Regions from separate parts of the Sus scrofa genome. Here all the other regions are linked to region 1. A link is a contact called in public HiChIP or PLAC-seq and promoter capture Hi-C data. All regions are on one chromosome and are shown on one strand. The core of a region is the stretch at or near the end of the contact, and the rest is flanking DNA. Distances in the headings are between cores, read along the strand shown.

Evidence for each region. Promoter capture Hi-C pulls out the DNA fragments that hold promoters and counts their contacts. HiChIP or PLAC-seq counts read pairs in DNA pulled down with a chosen protein or histone mark.
Region 2: a contact with region 1 is called in a promoter capture Hi-C map of liver, with 3 times the contacts expected there. The contact joins the promoter of ELMOD3 here to the promoter of MAT2A in region 1. A contact is called at or near these places in 3 of 5 promoter capture datasets (fetal liver, liver and skeletal muscle) and 1 of 2 datasets of contacts at active chromatin or transcription factors (alveolar macrophages).
Region 3: a contact with region 1 is called in an H3K27ac HiChIP or PLAC-seq map of alveolar macrophages. The contact joins the promoter of TGOLN2 here to the promoter of MAT2A in region 1. A contact is called at or near these places in 1 of 5 promoter capture datasets (liver) and 1 of 2 datasets of contacts at active chromatin or transcription factors (alveolar macrophages).

What each region holds. Positions count from the first base shown.
Region 1 is chr3:59,222,029-59,226,440 of Sscrofa11.1, forward strand. It overlaps MAT2A (methionine adenosyltransferase 2A), which reads right to left and starts at 3,069. Exons shown (of 9, transcript NM_001167650.1): 1 at 2,979-3,069; 2 at 882-959; 3 at 663-785; 4 at 296-408; 5 at 65-208. The coding sequence starts at 3,069.
Region 2 is chr3:59,398,213-59,402,987 of Sscrofa11.1, forward strand. ELMOD3 (ELMO domain-containing protein 3) reads right to left here and starts at 2,981. Exons shown (of 13, transcript XM_005655213.2): 1 at 2,726-2,981; 2 at 1,391-1,559; 3 at 1-170. It overlaps RETSAT (all-trans-retinol 13,14-reductase), which reads left to right and starts at 2,949. Exons shown (of 11, transcript XM_003124944.4): 1 at 2,949-3,326. The coding sequence starts at 3,158.
Region 3 is chr3:59,424,437-59,428,838 of Sscrofa11.1, forward strand. It overlaps TGOLN2 (a long non-coding RNA gene), which reads right to left and starts at 2,354. Exons shown (of 4, transcript XR_298231.3): 1 at 1,945-2,354; 2 at 523-1,436.

The sequences.
Region 1 (4,412 bases), core at 1,819-4,318:
TCAAAAAACTTGCTGATCTGTGCCAACATAATGTGTATCTAATTTTATGATGCTCATCACTTACTTGAGTTTTAGAATCTGGGCGTAACCAAGGCAAAGTGCCATTCCGGCGTAGTTCAGCCAGTTTGGCATTGAGCTTGTGTGCTAAGACAATGGTTAAAGGCATACATTCCTCAGTTTCATCAGTGGCATAACCAAACATCAAACCCTAAAAAAGGAAAAGTCACCAATGTGATCAACTCAAGCTTTAGAATTTCATGTTATAAGACATACAAATAGACATCTATCAAGATACCTGGTCTCCTGCACCAATGTCTTCCTCATTCCGGTCAAGATGAACACCTTGAGCAATATCTGGTGACTGCTGCTCCAAGGCCACTAGCACATTACAAGTCTTGTAGTCAAACCCTACAAATGAAACAACAGTGTTTTGTTTTTCATTTTTTAAAAAGGGCCATACCAATACTTTCTATTTACAACAATTTTCTGTAATTCTAAATACTGCTAAAGAGATCAAATATACCTAAAACATAGTACTTTTAGAGGAAAGAATAAGGCTAGAACAAAAGAATAGTAAAAATTTACAAGCAAAATTAAAGATTTCTAGGATTTCTAGTAACACTCTAGACAGAGCTAGAGAGGGCTGAACTCATAAAACATACCTTTGGAAGAATCATCATATCCTATGTGCTTAATGGTTTCACGAACCACTTTCTGATAGTCAACAGCAGCTCTGGATGTAATTTCCCCAGCAAGAAGGATCATTCCAGTTTTAGCAACAGTTTCTAATAAAAAGAGAGGATCACACTCAAAAATCACTTTTATCAAGTAATTTTCTTGTTACCTTTTCATCAGTTGAAAAAGCAGTGTTCTGAACCTACCACAAGCCACTTTGGCATCAGGGTCCTGCTGAAGGTGGGCATCAAGGACAGCATCACTGATCTGGTCACAAATCTTATCTAATAAGAAAAAAAAAAAAATCCTGGTTCAATGTAACTGACTATTAAATGTAAGTATGTCATATCCCCTTCCCTATAACAACAGCTATGAAAATCTCTAAGAGCTTTCTTTAAAAAATTGTGGCAAAATGTATGGAAATCTTAACTGCTATACCTGTTGTTTAAATAAAGCACTGCTTCTGCAGAAACCGTTTGCCTGAAGAATAAATGCTGGATATAGGGCTACATGTTTCCTTGTAGCCTCACAAGACCACCAATTCAGTTAAGCCAGGAGAACACCTCCCATGTTTAATACATTTAAACTCATTGTGATTTATGCACTTTTTACACCTTACAAGGTGTAAGGTCTCTCAAAGTATTTTGAGGACTTAGAAAGTTCCCAGACAAAAATAATTTATTAAATAGAACAGCCACATAATTGAGAGTGATCACATGAAAGCAGAAATAAGTGGTTCCTCTTCCATGCAAAAGTATAGTGACTTTACATTATTAATTTTCAAAGACAACAGTACTTAAAAATTTTACCCTCCCCCAATTTAAAATCTGCACTGTAAATCAACCAACCATAAAAGTGAACTATTTATCTTACCAAGGTCTCCCTAACACTAAAGAAGGGCAATGAAAAATAATGTCACTTAAAGAGTTAAGTGATGAAAACAAGGACATTTTATGAACAAAGGGAAACAGCAATCGTTTTAAGAGTAGTTCAGGAGCAATTTGAGACCAGAAAATCTCCAGATATATTCTGAATCCTAGTTGATCCCCCCCCCACTGTATTGTCCTCTATTAAAAATTAGGAGGAGCAGAAATAACCCTTCAAACAACACCTAAGTTTTCCATAGCCATACAAAAAAAAAAAAAAAAAAAAAAGCAAAATGTGCACTGCACTCAAGCCAAGAGGCCCAAGATAATCTATTTATATAGGCCTGTGACTTTCAATTAATAAAAGGTGGGACAAATACACGTTAAGTCTCAGCACTGGGGAGAAAAGCAAAACCACCCAAATCACACCTGCCCTTCACTCATCAGGATCTCAGGGTTTGTCCTCTGGTATACCAGGAGGTTGCTCCTGGGATTGCATCATCGGCACAGTGGACTTACTAGAGAAATGGATCCTTAAGCCATCGGACTAGAAATCTGTCACTGTGGTCATTCTAAGAATGAGCTGGATCAGTTTAGTAAAATAATGATCTTCAGCAGGTGATGTTTTCTGGCTGAGATCGAAAGTTCCTGAAAAATCTTCACTCTTTCACGTGTAAAGTGATGCCCATGATGGCGGACTGGTGGACAAAGCCCGGAGGACATGTGGAGAAAAACCTTGCCTAACGGTCAGCCCCGAGGACTTTAAAAGGAAACCCAACGCAATGGCAGCTTACACTTTTAATTCATGCTTCCCATCCTTTTCACGCACTGTCCAAATAAGGCAGGCCTCCTCCGCCAAGCGCTATATTTAGTAGGAGGCTGTCACCTTGACGCAAGGCCATATACCGCGTACGGGCATGTCGCATTCTAAAGCGTGGCTCTGCCCGGAACCAAGAATTAATGAGAAGAGCAGACGCCCCGAGGCCCCGGGCGCCGATGTCGCCCGCCGGCTCCCTAGCCTAGAAGCCACACGCTGCGGCCAACACGTGGTTGCGGCTGCAATGCGGGGCGCGCGCTCCCGCGGGCTGGACGCGAGCACGCGGGGCGGGCCACCCACTCGAGGAGCTCGGCCCGCAGGGCGGGGAAGAGAAACTAGTGCCCTCCCCGGCTAGAGCACGAGCCGCCGCGGCCCCCGCCCTTCTCATTTTCTGGAATCTTCCGCATGCCGGGGCGCGCGGCCGGATGGGAGGGAGGGGAGAGGAAGGGGGAGGGGAGCGGCGGCCACGCGCTCGGTACCGCCGGCGCCACGAGGAAAGCGCGCGGCCGCCACTCTGCCAGCCGCCCGTCGGGCAAGGGCCACCAGCGTGGGCACCGCGGGCAACGGGTCCCTCCGGCCAGGCCCCGCCCCTCGCTTCGCCCCAGGCCCGGTCACCTCACCTGGGTGGCCTTCCCCTACAGACTCGGACGTGAAGAGGAACGTGCCCTCCTCGATGAAGGCGTCGTGGAAGCCGTTGAGCTGTCCGTTCATGGCGGTGGCGGTGAGTGAAAATGGCGTTGAGAAGAAAAGAGAGCAGCGAGGAGGATACTGCGAGACGCGCGAGCAGAACACCGCGTTCTTCTTGGCGCAGGCGGGCGGCGCGGAGCGAACGAGACGGCGGCTGGCGCGGCCCAGTATTTATACAGGGCGCCCGCGCGCGCCCGGCCCGGGCCCCGCCCCTCGGTGCCGCGCGCCAATGCGCCACTCGCGCGGGGGCGGGAGGGGGAAAGGGGCGGTGCGCCGAGGGGAGCTCGGGCCAAACCACTCTGCCAGGCAGGGGAAGGGAGCGGAGGTAACGCGCCCCTCCTACAGATATTTCGCCGTCTTAGGCACTGATAACAAGGGGTGAGGAGAAAGACGAGTGTATTGGGTCATCTCACGTTTCCCTGTTCGATGTGGGAGGAAGACCGACGAGGGCTTTACGGGCCTGCTCCCCCCCTGCTGTGACTTGGCACCTCCCTTCCGACCGTTGGCCCGGGCTCTCCGGCCGCGAGGTCGCGTCCCCCCAGCGGTGGTGGCGGGAATCGGCGGGTGTTTTGTCCTCTGGTTCTACCCGAGGGTCTTTCCGGCCGCCCGGCCTTGGGATGCCCGGGTGACAGGGAGCCAGTAGCCCATAGCCACGTGAAAGTGGCCATCTTTGCTGGTCAGCGTACGCTCCTTCGCATGGCCTTATGCCTCCCTGCCCTGCTCGCTGCTGGCGGCTGGTGGTCCTGCGGGGGGCCGTCCAGTTGCTAGTAATTTCTTGGTTAATGGTTCTGTGGTGAAAATGGCCGAAAAACAGAATAATGAGAGTTCTGGTATCGATTTCAATGGCTGCGATCCCCCTTCCGCCCCCAGCGCTGGAGTTTCTTAGAGAGGCCCTTACCCTCTGCGGACCCTACGGTGGAGGCCGCACTCGGCCCCTTGGGCGCCTGCCTTTTCTCCGTCGGAGAAAGGCTGCTCGCAAGACTGACCTTGCACTTGCTGACTTTCCTGTCTCGGAGGCGGAAAAAAGTCGATGTTAAGAGTGTTGTCTTCTCAGTCTTCTGTTCAAGAGACTGTTGAATATGGGGCGCGCGCGGGGGGGGGGCTATCCCTTGTGTGTGATTCAGCAGATCTCTTTACAAGGTGAAATGGTCCATTTCCTGAAGCTTTCACTTTAAAATGTCCACCTGCGTTTGTGTCAGTTTTGCCCATTAAAGGAATTATAGGGAGAGACAGAAAAAGAACAAAACCAAGCTTGAGCCAACGAGGGGCAGGAAGCCGGGGACCAATTTCATGGATCCCCGTTTGGAAGGGGCCCACAACCGGCGGGCGGAAGATGTCGCTTCCTCCCACACAGGGGCTGCGGCACC
Region 2 (4,775 bases), core at 1,731-4,230, 180 kb after region 1:
CTGAGATTAGAAGCTGTGGGGAGAGCTGGGGGTCTGGCTCTTCTGCCTTTGCCTTCCTTCCCGGCAGTCATTCAGACTAAGGACAAGAAAACAGTCCCTCTGTGCCATCACCAGGGTGCAGGTTTCTGTGAGGACTGAAAGAAGTCCCTGAGGTCTCTGAAGTCTCAGGCCTAAAAAAAAAAGTAAGGAGAAAACTGGTTTCGTCATTCAGTTATGCCTCTGCTGAGAAAAAACTGACTTTCCAAAGGTTTTTTTTCTTTCTTTCTTTTTAGGGCCATACCTGTGGCATAAGGAGCTTCCCAGGCTAGGGGTCGAATGGGAGCTGTAGCCACTGGCCTATGCCATAGCCACAGCCACAGTCACATCAGATCCAAGCCGCATCTGCGACCTACACCACAGCTCACGGCAACGCAGGATCCTTAACGCATGAGCAAGGTCAGGGATCAAACCCACGTCCTCATGGATGCTAGTCAGATTCATTAACTGCTGAGCCATGATGGGAACTCCCTGACTTTCCAAAGCTTTAAGCAGCTGTAAACATACTCTGAAGAAACAGGCTGCTTTAGCCAAAGTCTGCCTCTTACTCTGCCTGTCGGTGGATAGAAAGAAGGGGTTTGAGGGCTGTATCATTGTGTCCACTCACCACTGTGAGTGGTGGGGTCTGCTTCTGACATGAAGTCACTGAGATCTGGGGCAGTATCTCAAAGGGGTGGGGCTAATTTAGGGTGGCATGTCGGTGGGTGGTCTTTGCCATGGTGCTCAGGCTTTGCTGTAGTCTCAGACACAGGGTGAGCCTAACACTAGATGTGGCTCCTGCCATGGCAAAAACTCAAAACACAACACAATGCCTACCCTTCCCCAGTTAACACCCATACTAGACAGGTGGCAGCTGCCTAGCCTCCCACGAGTCTACCTTAGGAAAGAGGGCTGGACAGGCCCACACCTCATCATGGAGGAACTGACCATCATGGACGCCTATCAACAAAAATCTGGGCAAGGGGGCAGGTGGCCCACCTACAACTGACAGTCAGACCTCACAGACTTGGTTGACTAAGGAAGGAGGGCAGTGTTGCTTTGGTCAGCCTTCCACTGGGAGAATATGGTCTGGATTTCCTACAAACTGGCTGCCAGTAACAAAACGGACTCTGTCCGGGGCAGGGCACACTGCTTCCTAACACCAAGAGCAGGAACACCTCCCAGCTCTTGGGCTGGGCATTTGGCTCATTGTGATTGGGGGTGGGAGTGGCAGAGGGCAGTGCCCCTCCATCATGGCACCTCAGGAACTAGCTCTCTCTGTGTCCTCTGGAGTCTCAGCATCTGCCTCCCTTTCCTGTCCCTCCCCCTTGACCTCCACGACAGCATACGGCAAAACACTCACACATCAGCTAACCTCGGGAAGCGGACAGGCAGGTATGGTGACAGTAGTCTCAGGAAGGCTCTTCTGTTACTGGGCTCGAAATGAATCAAGCAGTGTAGAAGCATGACCAGCTTTACATGTCTGCTAGCGCCTTAGTTCTGGCTGGAACCCGGCTAGGGGCTTCAATAGGGACAGTTACTATCTGTAACAGAAGAGAAAAGGAGTAGAAACTGTCAAACAAGCAAGGACTCCAAGTTACAAAGTCACTCCTACCGATATTAGGCAAGTTTCTTACACCTGGGCCTGAGGAAATGGCCTTTCTGTAATGATGGATCCTTTCCAAATTCAGTATTTATGCTGCACGCACTTAAATTTTTTAATTAAAAAAATTTTTTTTTTAAATTGAAGTATAAGGAGTTCCCGTTGTGGCTCAGTGGGTTATGAACCCGACAAGCATCCATGAGGATGCAGGTGTGATCCCTGGCTTTGCTCGGTGGGTTAAGCATCTGGCATTACCTTGAGCTGTGGTGTAGGTCAAAGACTCCGCTTGGACCTGGTGTGGCTGTGGCCATGGCCGTGGCCGTGGCCAGCAGGTGGAGTTCCCATTCGACCCCTAGCTTGGGAACTTCCATATGCCGAGGGTAGTGCCCTAAAAAGAAAAAAAAGAAAAAAATTGAAGTATACTTGATTTACAGTGTTGTGTTAGTTTCTGGTGAACAGCACAGTAATTCAGATATATATATATATATATATATATATATATATATACACACACACATATATATACATACAGTATATTTTTATATCTGTACATATGTGTATTTATGTATACATATATGTGTGTATATGTTACTTTTCAGATCCTTTCCCATTATACGTTATTACAAAATATTGAACATAGTTTCCTGGGCTATACAGAAAGCCCTTGTTGTTTATGTTACGGTACATAGCATAGGTTAAAGTACATTCCCTTTAGGCAAGGAGCTACATTAAGGGGAATGATTTTAAGTTTAAGCTTGCTAGAGCTTAAACCCTCTAACTGTTTAATCTAGAAATTGGATCCACACCTTAAATATAAGGATTGGAAGTTACAAAGTTGCACCTACCTAAGGCAGTCTTTTCATCAGGCTTGTCACTGAAGGCTCCCCGCCCTCTCCAGCCCCCACCAGAAGCAACGCCAATCCCAAGAGAGCGCCGCGGCCAAAGCTGTCGCTTAATTGGGCGGAACAGAGCCGGGTGCTCGCCAGCTGCGGTGAACGGATCTCAAATAAGATCTCAATCCACTGAGACACCCAGACAGGGGCTGCAAAGGGACTCCAGACAAAAACTTTCTCACTGCTCGGTGGGGAAAATAGGAAACCAACTTGCCTCAGGTCATCCAGCGAGTTCTCAGCACAACCCAGGTCTCCTGTCTGCTAGTCGGGAGCCTCTCACTGTCCTGCAACGCTCAGCCTTACCTCCGCCCAGGAAGATCATTTCCACCCTACATTCCTCCTCCTCCTCCTCCGACCCTCGGGGCGGCCGGGCGGGTCCCCGAGTTCCCAGCGTTTTCGCAATTGGGGTCCGCAGCCCCGCTGCCCCCCACCTCCGCGCATGCGCACGGCCCTCCGCACAGCAGGCGAAGGAAGTACGAGGAGCGGGGAGGGTCAATCTGCGCTGGAGACTTGGTCTCTGGCCAAAAGATCTGGGCGCATCAGCGGCCAAAGCTATTTCCGCCTACTCTGTGGGGCAACAGGCTAATTGGGCAGAGCCGCGGCCGCAGTCGGAGCAGACGGGTTCCCCACACCTGAAGCCGGCGCGATGTGGCTGTCGCTGCTGCTGCTGGCTGCGCTGCTGCTGGCCGTCCTCGGCCAAGTTTACAAGTGGCTGTTTGCAGGCAGCTCTCCGAACCCCTTCTCCGAGGACGTTAAGAGGCCACCCGCACCCCTCGTGACGGACAAGGAAGCCAGGAAGAAGGTTCTCAAACAAGGTCAGCTGGAGGGATCCCCGGGGTCCGAGGCTGCGCCCGCACTTCCTTGCGGGTTAGTGTTCCTATTTCCGCAGGGCCAGCCGCTGCGCGACCCCGGCGTTAGTTTCCCGAGATTTAAGTGCGGGGAGGGCTTTGTTGCAGGTGGAGGCGCCTGCTTTAGTGTGCATATCCACCACCTGCGAGAGCCTTCACCCCCGCAGACTTGTGGAATCGTGGTCTCAAGGCGCGGGCACTGACCTCGGCGAACCAGTCTTGGCATAGCCACATGCAGGGCCAGCCACTTAGTATAGCCGTGGTTAGGCACGGCTAAACAAGAGAGAAGACCTTTTCCCCCACTTGGCTTGAAGACCTTAATTTTTTTCACTTGGCTTCCAACATGAGTTCCAGGACGTGGGAGAGTGGCCCAGAAACCTTTATAGGAACTTGCATTTGGCCCGTCAAGTGATTTGATTGGCTCTCATGTGATGAACCAGGGTTCAACGGGGTGCCTTCAGGCTTTGAGCTGCCCTTGACCAGAGGACCTGCACTGTTATGTTCAAAAAGTATTTGAGGGTTTCACACAAACACACGCTAAAAAAGGAGTTCCTGTCGTGGCTTGGCAGTTAATGAACCCAACTAGTATCTGCGAGGACACAGGTTCAATCCCTGGCCTCGCTCGGTGGGTTAAGGACCTGGCATTGCCCTGAGTTGTGGTGTAGGTTGCAGATGCGGCTCTGATTCACCCCCTAGCCTGGGAACCTCCATATACCTCGGGTGCAGCCTCTAAAGACAAAAGACGATAAAAAAAAAAGTATTTGAGGGTTTCTACTAGGGCTTAAAGAAAGAATTCTGCTGCTTAAAAAAAAAGAAAGAAAATGAGATGACTAGTTTCAACTGTTTTTCAAACCGGATTGTGATCTCTTAGTGGCTCTTGAAATCAGTTTGGTGAGTTGTGACTAGTATTTCTGAATGCAGTAGAATGGAAAATATCAAAATGCCTCCTATGCAGTTCTGGCAAATAATGTGAAAATTCTATTTCAGGTGTTTATATTATATACTAACACATGTCCTGGGGTGTGATAGGAAGTGTATTTCTCGTTATAGATCCTTTTAAGAACGTTTATAAAGTTAAAATTTTACCAAGCTCTCTAGCAGCTTGAAAAACTCCAAAACTCAGTTCTTCAGGAGCGATCTTGTGTACGAAGTGCCCATGTGGCACCACATGCCATCCAATTTTGTCTTGCCTGGGTGCAGCCTCCTCCAACCCTGTCTCCAGGCTTCCCCAGTGTGAGGGGGCAGTGCTGTGATTTTTCAGAGCAGTTCTGTCCTGCCCAGGCCTCTGCATCCAGATCTGGAAGAACCATCATATGACTGGGCTGTTCCTCTGCCACCTGCAGACCCTGTATTTTCCAACAATAACCTGTTTGTGGATGGCCTGTTCCTTGTGCCAGAAGCCTGCCCCATGGTATT
Region 3 (4,402 bases), core at 1,104-3,603, 200 kb after region 1:
CCCTAATTCGGGTCGGGTCACAATAACGTTCCAAAGTGGGCACCTGACGCAACAGTAGCAGGTACTCAGGAAACAGTGCTGAAAACAAATGATTTCTAAAAGAAGAGCAAAGCGCCCCAGCAGGATCTGAGAAAACTGAAGTTTTGTTTTTGTTTTTTCATATTTTTCTTTTAGGACCACACAGGTGGCATATGGAAGTTTACAGGTTAGGGATCGAGTCAGAGCTGCAGCTGCCAGTCTACAGCCCAGCCACAGCAACACCAGATCTGCACCATGTCTGTGACCTACACCACAGCTCACAGCAACACTGGATCCTTAACCGAGTGAGGCCAGGGATCGAACACACATCCTCATGGACACCAGTCAGGTTTGTTACCGCTGAGCCATAAGGGGAACTCCTGAAGTTTGTTTTTAAATTCCCAGTGCTTACAGGCAGACGAGTGATGGAAAACTCATGCACCACGCTTTCAGGGTAGAGGAAATCCCATCCCACTCCTCTTCTTAAGGCAACTCAGGACTTACCTTCCGCTTATTGTGGTAGGCAATATAGAGGACAGCGACGAGAATGGCTGCCGTCACCAGATATGCAAAGAAGTGGCTGCTCTCTGCACTGGCATTTCCAAGATTATCCTTATAAACGTCATCCTTCTCCTTATCCAAGGGTTTCGAAAGTGCCCCTTCACGGTTCTCACTGGAGGCAGGGCCAGGCATTTCTTTCTCTTCTTTGGGTGGTATATCCTCTTCAGGCTCTGTATCCCCTTCTTCAGTCTCCTTGGGCTCCACAACTTCAGCTGGCTCTAAAGACTTACCTTCTCCCTCCTGCTGGGGAGAAGAGGAGTCCAAGTCCAGTAATCCTTTTTCCACAGGTTTAGTTCTAGGAGACTGCAGAGCTTTGTCAGCTGATGGATTTACAGCAGGCTCCTTGTTATCAGAAGAGGGGTTGGAGATTGGATTGCCGGAGTGGTCTTTGGAAGAAAGCTGCTCCAGTTCCAGTTTGCTAGGGTCCTCAATTGTGGCAGTATGCTCTTCAGATTTCCCCTTGCCAGAGCCATTATTCGTGATGTCCTGCTTCAGTTCCAACTTGTCAGGGTTGCCATCCACAGCAGGGTCCTCAGATGTCGCTCTGTCAGAGCTGTCATTCGTGGAGTGCGGCTCCGTTTTCGACTTGCCAGGGTCAACATTTGTGTTGTTGTTATGGTCGACATTCGTGATATGCTCTTGAGATTTCGATTTGTGAGGGCTGTCATTCGTGGTGTTTGGCTCCAGTTTCGACTTGTCAGGGCTGACTTCCCCGGTGTTTTGTTTCGGAATGGATCTGTCTACTTTGTCTGACTGAGAAGGCAGTTCTGCGGTTACGAGCTTGGAGTCTCCAGTAGACTGACTTACCCTCAGAGTGGGTATTGTGGAGGCTGGCACAGAACTTGACGGCACGGAGTCTGAAACAGAGAAACCAGCTAGCTAAAGAAAGGCAGGCGTGGGAGATCCCGTCCTGGCTCAGTGGTTAACAAATAGGACTAGGAACCATGAGGTTGCGGGTTCGACCCCTGGGCCTAGCTCAGTGGGTTAAGGATCTGGGAGCTGTGGTGTAGGTCGCAGACGCGGCTCGGATCCGTGACTGTGACTGTGACTGTGGCGTAGACCGGCGGCTACAGCTCTGATTAGACCTCTAGCCTGGGAACCTCCGCATGCCGCACCCGCGGCCCTAGAAAAGACAAAAAAAAAAAAAAAAAAAAAAAAAAAAAAGTGAGAGAGGGAGGCAGGCGGGGAGAACGGAATCCTTAGATGGGTTCAACCGGCAAAAAGGGGAGGGGGTGATGGTGAGCGGAAGGATGACGACAGCCGGGCAGGGAGAAAGTAAGGTCAGATTGCCCACCGGTGAGGATGGTGGGCCTGGGGGCGAGAGTGAGATGACGAGAGGCTACTAGAAGGGGGGGGGGGTCTTACCCTCCGCTGCGACGCTCAGCAAGACAAACGCAACCAGGAACCTCATCCTGGACAGACTGCACTTCCGCCCTCTACTGCTGTCGCGAGATGAGCGCGCAGACTCAGTGTTTACCGCTCCGTCCCTTCCGGCTCAAGTCTCTTGCAGCCCCGCCCAGACAGGGGGCGGGGCTTGGGAAAAGGCCAGGGTGCTCCAAGAGAGCCCCGTTTCCTTAGCTCGGTGACGGCGTTTCTCCGTGGCGTGTCTGCTGTCGCCCGTTAAAGGCGTCTCTCTCTTTTTCTGGTTTCTTTGCTTAATAGCAGCCACAGCAAACCGTCACTCTCCCTTTCCTTCTTTGCCCTCCTGATGACGAGACAGTACGGACGAGCAGGAGCTCCCCCGGCGGGTGGACTGCCCCACGGAGTGACGTCGCAGGGGGCCGGGCGCCTCTTGGCCCTATCCTCTGCCCGCAATTCTGCCTTCTACCTTTCTTGTGTTTTTTTGTTTGTTTTTTAGTTTTTTTTCCTGCAGGACACAAACGTGTGGGAATCTGGAAAGAGAAACCTAGCCTGTCACCTTTTAGCGGCAGCCTTCCCGACCCTGCTCCCCTCAGTTCTAGCTCCATGGAACCTGTGCCTTTCGCCATCGCCAAAGCTCTCTCATTAAAAAGTGCATCCTGGGAGTTCCAGTCGTGGCTCAGCGGTAACGAACCCAACTAGTATCCATGAGGATGCGGGTTCCACCCTAGCCTTGCTCAGTGGGTTAAAGATCTGTGAGCTGTGGTGTAGGTCGCAGACTCAGATCCTGCATTGCTGTGGCTGTGGTGTTGACCTGCAGCTGCAGCTCGAATTTGACCCCTAGCTTGGGAACTTCCATAAGCCGTGGGTGAGGGCCCTAAAAAACAAAACAAACATACAAACAAACAGTACATCCTTTTTCTGATGGAAGAACTTAATTATGTTCATTGTAGAAAATTCACTGAATGTGTAGAAGTAGAAAATCTTTGTTCCACCTTTCTGGCATGATCACTACTGTTTTACTGTATGCTTTTTATTTATTTATTTATTTTTTGACCATGCCCCTGGCATGTGGAAATTTCCTAGGCCAGTGATCAAACCTACCACTGCAGTGACTCAAGCCACTGCAGTGACCCAAGCCGCTTCAGTGACAACGCTGGATCCTTAACCCCCTGCACTACAGGGGCGCTCTCATTTTACTGTATTTGTCTTGCAAACATTTAATATTTTTGATTAAGTAATATAGACTGTTGGTTGAAACATCAAAACGGGATTTTTGGAAAAGTAAACAATGGGAAATTCTTGCTTCCTACCTCTCCACATGTTTCCATCTTTTTTTTTTTTTTTAAATACAAATGTACTTATTTTCCCTCTTCTTCTTGTTTACTTTCTCTTCTCATTTCTTTTCTTTTTCTTTTTTTTTTTTTTTTTTTTGTCTTTTTTTTTTTTGCTATTTCTTCGGCCGCTCTCTCGGCATATGGAGGTTCCCAGGCTAGGGGTCTAATTGGAGCCGTAACCACCGGCCTACACCAGAGCCACAGCAACACGGGATCCGAGCCGCGTCTGCAACCTACACCACAGCTCATGGCAACGCCGGATCGTTAAGCCACTGAGCAAGGCCAGGGACCGAACCCGCAACCTTATGGTTCCTAGTCGGATTCGTCAACCACTGCGCCATGGCGGGAACTCCTCTTTTCTTTTTCTTTAGGGCTGTACCCAGGGCTTATGGAAGTTCTGAGACTATGGGTCAAATCAGAGCTATAGCTGCTGGTCTACGCCACAGTTTCAACAATGCAGGCTGCAAGCTGCACGTGCAACCTACATCACAGCTCAGGGCAAGGTCGGATCCTTAACCCACTGAGCAAGGCCAGGGATTGAACCCGCATACTCATGGTTAGTAGTTGGGTTCGTTACCACTGAGCCATGATGGAAACTCCTCTTTTCTTTCTTTCATTTGAGGGCCACACCTCTGGCACATGGAAGTTCCTCAGCTAGGGGTCAAATCTGAGCCACAGCTGCCAGCCCACACCATAGCCACAGCAACACTGGGTCTGAGCTGGATCTGAGACCTATGCCACAGCTTGCAGATGCCAGATCCTTAACCCACTGAATGAGGTCAGGGATCAAAGGCTCATTCTCATGGAGACTGCAAGTCAGGTCCTTAACCTGTTCAGCAACAGTGGGAACTTCCCCTTCTTAATTAGTGTATTTTCATAGGATTCGCTATGCATAATCATTTTCTCTGTAATTGGAATCATTGGGTAAATAGTTTTGTATCCATGGTTTAAAATTACTTTTACAATTATACATTAATTATTGCTCGATATCATTTTATGAACATTGGCCAAGGTAGGTAATTTGTGGACCGTGGTTTTTGAAATGGTAGGCTCTAACTTAATGAAGCATATGATCTAGTATGGCACACAAACATTAAATATTTACACACATGTATGTGCATGTGTGC